2 separate regions of the Anser cygnoides genome follow, and region 2 is linked to region 1. A link is a contact called in public Hi-C data. All regions are on one chromosome and are shown on one strand. The core of a region is the stretch at or near the end of the contact, and the rest is flanking DNA. Distances in the headings are between cores, read along the strand shown. Region 1 has its middle 21 kb from the start of PDIA6. Region 2 overlaps LPIN1 (lipin 1).

What was found. Hi-C and Micro-C count contacts between places; a contact is called where the count stands out from the background.
Region 2: a contact with region 1 is called in a Hi-C map of liver, with 2.8 times the contacts expected there. The contact joins two enhancer-like sites. A contact is called at or near these places in 2 of 7 Hi-C or Micro-C datasets (both in liver).

What each region holds. Positions count from the first base shown.
Region 1 is chr3:107,391,097-107,396,272 of Taihu_goose_T2T_genome, forward strand. No RefSeq gene overlaps it. Among named protein-coding and RNA genes, the nearest start is that of PDIA6, 21 kb to the left of the region's middle. Within about 2 kb of position 3,370, at least 2 of the 3 cell types and tissues checked have open chromatin away from gene starts, as enhancers often do. A contact at or near this core is called in liver, where this site is marked.
Region 2 is chr3:107,894,572-107,899,854 of Taihu_goose_T2T_genome, forward strand. All of the region lies in intron 1 of LPIN1 (lipin 1), which reads left to right. Among named protein-coding and RNA genes, the nearest start is that of LPIN1, 17 kb to the left of the region's middle. Within about 2 kb of position 2,455, at least 3 of the 3 cell types and tissues checked have open chromatin away from gene starts, as enhancers often do. A contact at or near this core is called in liver, where this site is marked.

The DNA of each region.
Region 1 (5,176 bases), core at 2,120-4,619:
GGGCAGCGTAGTGTTTATCTCATGCCCATGGCCTGTCAATAGATCCAGTAATTCAGCAGATTTAACAGATACCCTACAGACCTCTGGCCAACCAAAGTGCTAGGTCGCACACTGCAATAAAACAGGATATGGGAAACTTATTTATTCAATCTTTTTCTTTGCCTGAGGAGCTTGAAACCTACATCCCATGAAGACAAGCTGCAGCCATTGAGCTGTGCATTTCTGGATGAAAAGAAGGCTGTTGAGCCCCTTCTGTGGAAGCTGTTCCTTGTACAACGGGCTGGAAGGACTCATTGCAGATAGGGTGAGCAGTGACAGGTTTGTGTGGACAGGGAGCTCTGGTTCCTGTCTTGGAGAACACATAATATCTGCCACAGGCGATGATTTGGTGTTGCGTGGAAAGGCCATCAAAGAGTAATGCCCTGTGTCTGTATGTGCACCTCATTCTCTCCAGGCACAAATAAACATTTAATTCTAGATAAAGAGAGATGTCCTTTAACAGCTGAGCAGTTCAACAAAGCAGTACAGTCTGTGAGAAGGCAGGATTCTGGAAGTTTCTAGATGTCCCGAGGGGGGAAAAAAAAAAAAAAGATGCATATGTTAAAATTTCCTGATCATAACTCTTAGAACTTAAAGCAGAAGGAGAAACACAATATCAGGTTAATTGTGTAAAAGACTGACTGGGACACTCAGGGTACATCAAGTAAATTAAAGAGTGCCAAGAGGTGGACCAAGGACTGGGAACTTGATTGTCCGTACTGTTAACTTGCTAGAAAAGCCCTTGACATGGTTTTGGTCCCATACAGCTAGCAATCCCCCAAACCACTCAGGAGAGCAACTGAGGAGCAATCGCAGGCTGGGGACTTTTTCCAGTGGGCATTTTGTACATCACCAGCCTTTCCTGGAGGCTCAGAGAGCATTTACTTGGTCCACTCACACTGGTTGGCTGCAGGCCCAGAAAAGGGGCCCCAACACTACTTACATCATTAGTGTAGATGTTACCTCTACAAGGCTTTCGTCTGGCCAAGCGTAGATGCCTACAAATATACATTTAAATCACATTTAAGCAACTCTCAGCTCTGTGGTGAGAAACAGGCAGTTTTGAGATGTGATTCATATCATCTTAATGCAGATGCCTAAAGTATATCTGGTGAATCACAGCACAGAACTTCTGCGTGCCTCTCCCTTGGCTACAGCAGCACGAGCAGCTATTTCAGATGGAGGGACAGCCACATTTGTCCAGGTAATTGCCTTCCTTTATGAGCAAAAACCCAGTGGTTATTGTGTTAAATTATAAGTAGGGCCACCGAGGCCAAGCAGAAAGTCAGGATGACTGTCTTTTAGTCTTCCTCCTTGGAGGCCTTCAGAAGCCGCCTGGACGTGGTGCTGGGCACCCTGCTCTGGGTGGCCCTGCTGGAGCAGGGGCTGGGCCGGGGCCTCCTCAGGTCCCTGCCCACCTCAGTGCTCTGGGGTCCTGTGAAATGTCCGAAAGACTGCCTATTTAAGTCAAATACGATTTTATTGAAAAGTTATGAAAGCTGAAGAACTGTGGTAACACTTTCAGGCTAAATGGAAAACATAGTTAAATATCCCATTATCTATTGACCATCAAAGACAAAAAGAAGCTACTTCCCAAGGCTGTGGGCAGCATCGTAAAGTCAATCGCAAGCTAATGTGGTCAGGCTGCACTGTTTCTTCAGGGCCGTGTATAAATCCAGTGGTGACGAGACCTTCCAGCTTCAGCTGTGCCAGATGAAGAGGGCATACAGCAAGGGGAACAATTTCAAGCATTTAACAGAGGGACGTGGAGGACTAAATTTGAAGGGAAGTCTCCCGTGGGTGCCGTGTTGTACTGTTTCCAGTGTGTTCCAGGAAACTGGACTTCGTGTGCACACTTTAAGATTTAACGGGGTCATGTTCACTTGTCTTCTACAGCTGATGTTGCCTTTTTATTGAAACAGACCAGGAAGACCAGGAAGGCCTTTCATACTCCTAACGGGTTAGAGCAAAGGAGTAGGAATATCTTAATTTTGGAATGCAACATCCAAGATTAATCTTTTTGTAATAGGTAATTGAAGACAAATTCTTTCATTTTAAGTTCTTTAACTACATGGAACTTTCCTGACAAGGTGAATATGTTACCTCTTGGATAGCTTTGTACTAGGTTGCTATGGTAATTAGGATCAAAAAATCTAATACAAATTAAGGTGATACACTAATAAACATTTGAAGTTCACTGATAATAAAGGAGAGGGGCAGTAACAAGGGAAAATGCTGACAGCTCATAGAAGCTTTCAGAATCTTCCTGGTAGCCAGGTCTAGGAGGGAGATATAAAGGACTGAAGGACCAGCCCTTTGATCCATCTGCAAGCCAAGGGAGGATGAAGGTTTCAATCCCAAGGCCAAGGGCACAGAATTAAATGGCAGGTTAAGAGATGAATAATTAGCATAAAGAGCAGTGCAATTTTTAACAAGCTTTGAAAAGGGGAAGGTTAATTAACAATCTGCTTTGGAAAAGAACATCTTCAGTGCTCTTTTAAACATTTTTTTTTGGATCTGTCTTAAAATGAACCTCTGGAGCAAAGAAAAAGGATAACCCTTAATTATCTCCAGGAAATGTTGAATTGTGGTGAGCTCAGAATTGTAAAACAAAACAGTACAGGATAGATTTTTTTTTTTTTTTAAGCTACCTGTTAAAATTCCAAAATATTGTGAAACCCAGATTCGAATGTTGGTGAATTTCACTGGTGCTGCAATGTAACAAACAATCGAGTGAAGCTCACTTCTGTCAAGTGCCAAGGACCCGATCGGAGGGATCCTAGAAAATAATGTACACGCTTGAAACCCAGACCGGTGACTTCTTACATTCTGCGGATGATATCAATAAATGATATTATCTTTATGCCATGAATGGCAGATACAAGTTAGCATTTATCTCTGCTTAGTTATCTGCCTGAAAGATGGCTATCTAAGTCAAAACTAACTGAGACCCTCTTTATATTCATTGGACACAAACAGGCTCCTCCAGAAAGCAGTTTCTCTCAATTTAAGGTATCTTCATATCAAATGATGATGATATCTGCATATCAATTAAGGTCAAATGAATTACCCTCTGCAACTGACTGGGAAGTGAGCATGGCTGACTAGTTCACATGTAGGCACCTAACTTTCAAACATCTACAACTGCATCAGTTAAATCCTGCCATTTTTACCCTTGCATGGTTTGTTGTGCTAGGACTTTCTGTATTTCATTTCCACAGTGGTAATGGGCTTAAGAGGAAGACAGCAGTCATCAACAGATGTTTAGATGGAAGCCCAAATTTGAATGCCCTTTGCTAGGAATCCTTTGAGTTTAGCCGAGCCAAGGCAGGATTTCACAGCGATCAAAAAGTGTAATTTTTCCCCAGTAACCACCTAAGATTTGCACAGCTAAGTAGAAAAACTGAAATAACAACAGAAAAGACTGATCCATTGGATTCAGTTTGATTCAAGTCCTACAGAGGGGAAAAAAAAATAAAAAAGAAAAAAGAAAAAGAAAAAAAGAAAAAAAAAAAAAAAGAAAAAAAAGAAAAATAAAAAAATAAAAAAAAAAGAAAAAGAAAAAGAAAAAAGAAAAAAAAAGCCCTACATTTCCTTGTGAAAGAGTTGATTTTGGTGATAAGTGCAAACTTTGCCTTCAACTATTACCCTGAGGTTCACAAAGACAGCATTTACCTCTATGTTCACAGGGAGAAATCACAGAGCTCAATACAACCGTGAGAGGTTTTGAAACATCCTGCTACCTACGTAGATGGAGCAATTGGATATTGATCTGGTTTTTTGTGTTTGATGAGTATGGCAGATAAGAGTGGCTCAAATTCGCTTTTGAAGCCAGCCCATTGAGCAATGAATTGTGTAACATCTACACAGAGTAACTTCCAGGGCTGCGAGAACAGTCCAGACAGAGCCACGTGGCAAGATTTGCTCCTGTGAAGATAATTGTCCTTTATCATATAAAGGAGCACAAAGACAGCAAACTGAGTTACATCCTGCTGCAGTGCTTTCTGTTCAAGTGCCGAGTACTCTTCCTTCCTTATTTGTGACAGTAAGGAATGTGATACGGAAATAATTCATGTTATTTTCGAGCCATAAAGCCCCACTTAATTAGCAATTGCAAGATAAAGCCACCAGTTGATCTTCTGAGAAAATGACCACATGCTTGTTCGATTGGATATGATTAGATTACGATTTGATTAGTAGATTATATTTTATCCTCTTTTGTTCATATTGTTCATCAGAATGACAGACAACTGCTTAATGAGAGACTGTGGTTAATAATTAGCAGTAGTATCTCTGCTAAATTTAAAGCTTCGTTTCTACTTCCTACTGTTTAATGAATTAGGCAATGAGCAATTTTTTAATTGGGGCAGGCTTGATGTGTACGTAAGTCTCCTTTCAGCAGGTCCTTTGACAGTGCTGGCTTTGATTAGCACAATAACTAGAGGTCCTGCTGCGTGGAGGGTTTTTTAGGTTTTGTGTGTGTGTGTGTTGTTTGTTTTTTGTTTGTTTCATTTTTTCTTTTATTTTTCCCCTTTTTTTTTTTCTTTCCAGTGGCCAAGCACAGGGTGCCAACTAGGCACCCAGACTTTGAATCTTTGAATTCATGCAGAAATTCATGGAAATCCAGGGAGGTATGACTATTGCAAACAGCAGACACAGTTCCAAAACGAAGAGAAAAATGGGTTTTGGATCTGCAGATATCCCATGAACCAGTGTCCCTTCAGGAATGTCAGCGCAGGATTATATACAGACTGCGTTTCTACCAGTAGGTCCAAAAAATGCCATGGCGTGAGGCCAAGTGCTGCTACACAGTCATCTCTACTGGTGTACTACGTTTCCGTGTTATTAATACTGGGCCTCTTGGTTACTGTGGACTTTGAGTGCCCTGTATAATTTGGGCATTTAAATTGCACCTAAAACATAGATGTCTAGTGAAGCCACCCCAGAAAGCACTTAGTGGAGAGGAGGATGTCTCTGAAGACCTCCAGAGGAAGCCTGCATGTCTAATTAAATTCAGGGAGACAATTTCCTTAAATCTCCGGTCTTTTACTTAGTTCAGCAAGTTATTTAGATCTAGTCAAATGAGTATCTATGTTTAACAAAAATAGCTAGAATAGGCTGTAACTAGACTATTTTT
Region 2 (5,283 bases), core at 1,205-3,704, 500 kb after region 1:
CCATATTCTGCTGATCTTCAGATCTAGCTCCAAAGTCCTTGGCCTTGTACTTAACAGGGCCTGGACATCCCAAAGCTAGCCACAAGGCTAAGACCAACATGCAAGGGCATGTGTAGTGCAGATGCCATCATTTTGAAGCTCCCCCATCCGCCAGCTTTCTGCCCCTCATTGTGAGGACAAGGCAGTCGTGCTCCACTCCTCATAGTAATCCTTCTCTGGTGAAAGGAATGTGTGGGCTTCCTGGCTGGTTTGGTGGTGAGCTGCACATCGTAGCCCCCATTTCCAGGTGTGATGGTGAGGCTGCCCGGTGGAGGAGTAGGCTGGGAGGTCACCGGGTCTGGAAAGAAGGATGCCGTGAGTGAGGGCGTGATGATCGGGTGATGTGGAAACATCACCTCATGAAACACCTTTTGGTAGCCTGGGGTAGTGCCTAAGAGGAACATTCCCAGGTGCAGTGTTAACTACAGTGATTAAAATATCTGCCAAGAGCAAGCAGGAGGTGTGGTGGTGAGGCCACCTCGCCAGCCAATGGAGGCAGTGTTCAAACACGCTCTAGTGGCGTGGTGGAGATGAGGAAATGGTCTCTACCAGCTGCCTATAGATGTGTCATAAGATTTGAGATAAATAGCTGATCATTTTCTCTGTAAGTGACTAACGTAAGGTTAAGAGATGGGAGGGAGCTCAGCAGAAAGAATTCAAATCCGGCGCAAGGCAGGAAATTCGTACCAGACGGGTGCATTTGTAAGACTTGGCACTGCAGCCTCATGTGTTAACCCTGTGGTGGGGTGAATAATTTACTTGCTGTGTAGTATTACTCTTCCAGTCCCTATTTCTACCTTTACCTCAAAGTCACTTTCAAATGTGGTTTGAAAACCACCAAGCCTGTGCCCTGCTAGAGGTCAGAGCAAGCAGGGGCTGTTCCTCTTCCACAGCAAGGAGCCTGGAGCTCTAGGACAGAAATGCTATGGATATTCTTACTTTTTTATTTTCTTCTTATTATTATTATTTAATTTAGAGACTGGATTACTACCAAGCATTCAGCATAGGTTAAAATCATTTAGGAATTTGAGGTAGTGCAAAATGCAGCTATATGTATTTTCAGAAGTGACAGGGGCAGGGGAACCCTATGCTCACGCTGCAGGAGCTGCCCTGGCCACCGCTGAGGGCTGGACAAGTACAAAGGCCCCAAGTCATTTGGGGTCTTCCCACCCTGTAAGCATGCCTCTAACTCGATGGGACCCTGGAGCTACCAGAATGCTTGAGGATAGTGGCTCCTTTGACTGGAGAGAGATGATACAGATGAGGTGAGAGAACAGAACAGGTTTCGTGTTGGGCCTCCTCAGCTTCATACAATACAGCCTGACTATGATTTTCATGTTTCAAAGTACATAAATGGTGCTGTGCTCATCTCCATGTGCTGTAGCCCCAGATGCGACCTCCCACAGACCAGCAGCTGTATTTTGTAGCCTTTTTGTAGAAGTTAAACATAGACAGTAATTCTTTGAGTCTAGTAAGCTACGAGGTTAGGCCTTTTGACTAGCAACTCACACAGTTTCTGACAGAGCTCTCTGTGGTTGTTTCTGACATTTTCTGCAACAGCAACCCATTCTGTGACAGAGGTTTTTGATGACCCAAGCTTCACCTGACTCTAGCCACACCTCTCCAGCAAAACTTAATGTTGTCAGTCAAACCTTACTCTGCTAGATAACTAGGAAATGGGTTTCTTTCCATACCAGGAAATGGTCATTTATAAAGGAATCCAGTCACGTGCTGAATTTAGGATCATCATCTCATCTGACAAGAAGGCCTTTCTTCCTCTTTGCTGTTTGAAAGAGACCCTATGGTGGAGATAACATCACTATCAAAGGCACTAGCTCTGGGTATCTGTGAAAGAACAGATCTGCTGCTCTGCGCTATGCAGAGAAAATGTAAGTCACCTCCGGGCACCTGAGGTGGGTCTTATAATTGTTTTTTAAAATCAGATGCCCCTCAGGGGAAGAAATAGGATGTTTCTGGCTGGTACTAGCAGGAAAGCAAAGAAGCACGCATACACCATGCACTTAACTACATTAGGAAGCATTATTACTGCAGGAACCAGATTTAAATGAGGTGAGTAATTCACAAACGAGCAACTTTGTTTACAACAGCTGTTGCAATCAGTGTGATGAGTTAATCAATGGCCAGGTGATGTCATGCAACTGAGTCACAAGTTTGAGACAGAAGAACCTTGTAGGTCACCAGTCCTGGCCCTTGGCTATTCTGCTACGGTTCCCTGCAGCTCATTTCTGCGCTGTTTTCTTAGTCAGGCTGAAAACACACCTCATGTGACGGGGCTTTTGCCACGAGCTTCTGAATTTTTCCACTGTGAGATTTCGTTGCTAGGAAAGGGCTCCTAAAAATGCAGCCTCATCGTGTCAGTTTATCACAGAACAGCAGAACACAAAGCTGGAAGAGACTCAGAGATCATCCCGTTCATTTCTATGCCTAAAGACAAATAAAACTAGAATTACAACATTTCTGACAGACATGTGTTTACCCTGCTCTGAAAGGTCTCAAGCCTCTTCCGGCAATCCATTTCAGAGCTTGCCTGCTCCTGATATTACAAAGTTTTCCTAATGCCTTAATGCTTCCTGTTGCATTTCATACCCACTGCATTTCCATATCTCTCCTGAAGAGACATGGTTTACAGTTGTCACCTTTTTATTTTCCTTGCAATTTTTTATACCAGATGATTATTTTTTTCCCCACTCTAGTGAGAGGATAAAGTACAGACTAATTGTTCTGCAGTTGTCACATCATAACATGTTATCTCTGAATCTTCTTCTGTGTTACTCAATCTTCTATCATCTATAAGAAATTTTCATCACCTGAGTCTTACTCATATTTAGCTGGGCAAAGTACAGCTTGGCTTAATGCTTCCAAACTGGCCAAAATAGTGTTATGAAGCCTCTCTTTAAAAGTTAAAAAGCAAATTTTGCTTTGCGTCATTAATAAATTTACTCTAACAGCTGAGGAGGACATTATTCCTGGTCAACAACAGAAGAACTGAGGTCAACAGCAGTGCTCGTGCTATGTCCACATGCCTAGAAGAAGGCTCAGGTAGCTCCAGAGGAGATCTGAGCACTTGGCTACACAGCTGCAAGCCAGATAAGCAGTGACAGGGCAATCCTCCACCTTTGACACTTCCTGGCATGGTCTAGTCACCTCTGTGCTATCAAGCTCTTTCGTCCCCCCAAACTGGTTGGCCCCATTGCGACTGCCTGCTGGGAATGCTCTGGTGTGCCAGGAGAGGCTGGGAGCTGTTCGCAGGCTGGGGCCAAGCACTGGTCTAGCAGTGTCAGGGCAGAGATGAGGCTGCTCCGGCACCTCCGCCTGCGCCCTGCCTCTGTTTAGTTTTGCAGTACAGGAATAGCCTTGTGTCCTATTTCACTGGCTTAAGCACAAGGTCATCTTTTCTCTGTGTTAGCTTTGCTCCCTAAGGTCAGCAGAATGACTACGGATGCTGGCATAGTTAAAGGAAAGATTTGATGCATTGTGTCTGCTTTAAAACAATTTTCACTTAGGTCAGTTTGCATTTCCAAGCACACTAAATAGGAAAGCTGTTTTCTAGCAGTCACCTTGAAAAAGAGGGTATGCTAAACAATATACAAAAAATAATTCAATAAATACTACTTTTTCCCATTAATTGCAGGACTGAATGAAAGCTCCTTAGGGTTGTTTTCCAAATGCAAGCAGGAGCAGAGATTAGACAACTCTAAAGATCAAATACTTAACTGCAACATTAACTGTACTTTTAAACTGCTGGCAGGGATCCTGGAGAGTCCCGTGGTTGTTACACCAGCACACAAAGAATGTTTTACGGGACTGTCTCTGATCAATGTTTTTCAGAGGAACTGAATGCAAAAGCAGCAGCACTATTGTACAATTACCAACTCTGTTGCAACACACTGTTGACTTCTCTGCTAATGAAACGTACTGTTTTCCTGCGGCGATTCCTATTATTATGTTCCTATTTATTTAACCATGTACGTGATTTATCAGGAACTCTGATTGTTATTAAGAAAGAAAGACAGACAGAAAGAAAAAGGGAGAAAAAGAAGCAACAAAACAAAGAAAAAGAATAAGAAAAAGAAAACAAAGAAAAAGGAAAAAAAGAAAGGAAAGAAAGAAAGGAAAGAAAGAAAGAAAAAGAAAGAAAGAAAGAAAGAAAACAGAAAAAGAGAGAGAAAGAAATACACCAGAAATACAAACATAAAATGCATAAACACTGTGAATTTGATCTGATATTTCATGTTCTATATATTTTGTATTAACACTGAGCTGTCAACTGCTATGATATCTTCTAGCCAACACCTTGGTCACCAAAGCAACAAGAGGCATCTTGAACTCAAATGAACACATGCAACAGGAATATGTAATTAACTTAAATCCCATGTTTGCATGAAACAGGCACCTGCATTTCAATTAATAATCTAGCCTGCAAAAATATTTATATTCTTTTCCTTATTGGTGCAGCAATACCAGTACTTTTGTTCTGCTTCTGAGAATGGAAAGGATAGTCTTCTTGCTAAAATAATGGGCCATATGGAAAGAGATCTGTTTCTAATTCAGATGCTAGACTTCCTTGGTAACCCGGAGTAAGTCATTTAATCAGGGTGTATCTCAGTTTCTTCATTTGGAAAATGGAATTAATAATACTTCCTGGCCCATAAGGTTGTTGAGAGAGTCGGTAAATTGTGTTTCAGGAGCATGGTGCAATCCTTAATGGCAGGCTCCGGGTGCATGGTATTACCATGCAGAGAAGGGCTACGTGTCAGACCTCTACTGTCTTCTCCTAAAGGTGCCACCCCAAATTTACTCTTTCTGTCATCCACACAAAATGTTATTCTAATTATACATATAACAGAGTGTGTGAGTGTAATGAACATTAATGGAACTCTTAAGAACTGCATCTATCAGAATTGGGTGATTTTTTTTTCTGTATTTTTTTTCCAATTCCTTCTTATTTGTTAGTATTTCATTAGCCATATTTAAATGAGAGATAGTTCAGGAAAGGGATAATTTCAAGCCTTTTCTATGTGCTCAGTAAGATCTCTTGGAGTATTCTGGGTCTTGTATAGCTTGAGAACAATAAAGAGCAAAATGAGTTCTTTTTTTTTCTGGTGAACATCTGTGCTTGAAAAATTTGGAGATTTGAACATAAAGGACCATGAATGTTTTCAGAACACACATTACCAGAAAACCTGGCTGTATTTGAATGTTAATTTTACTAAACACCAAAGG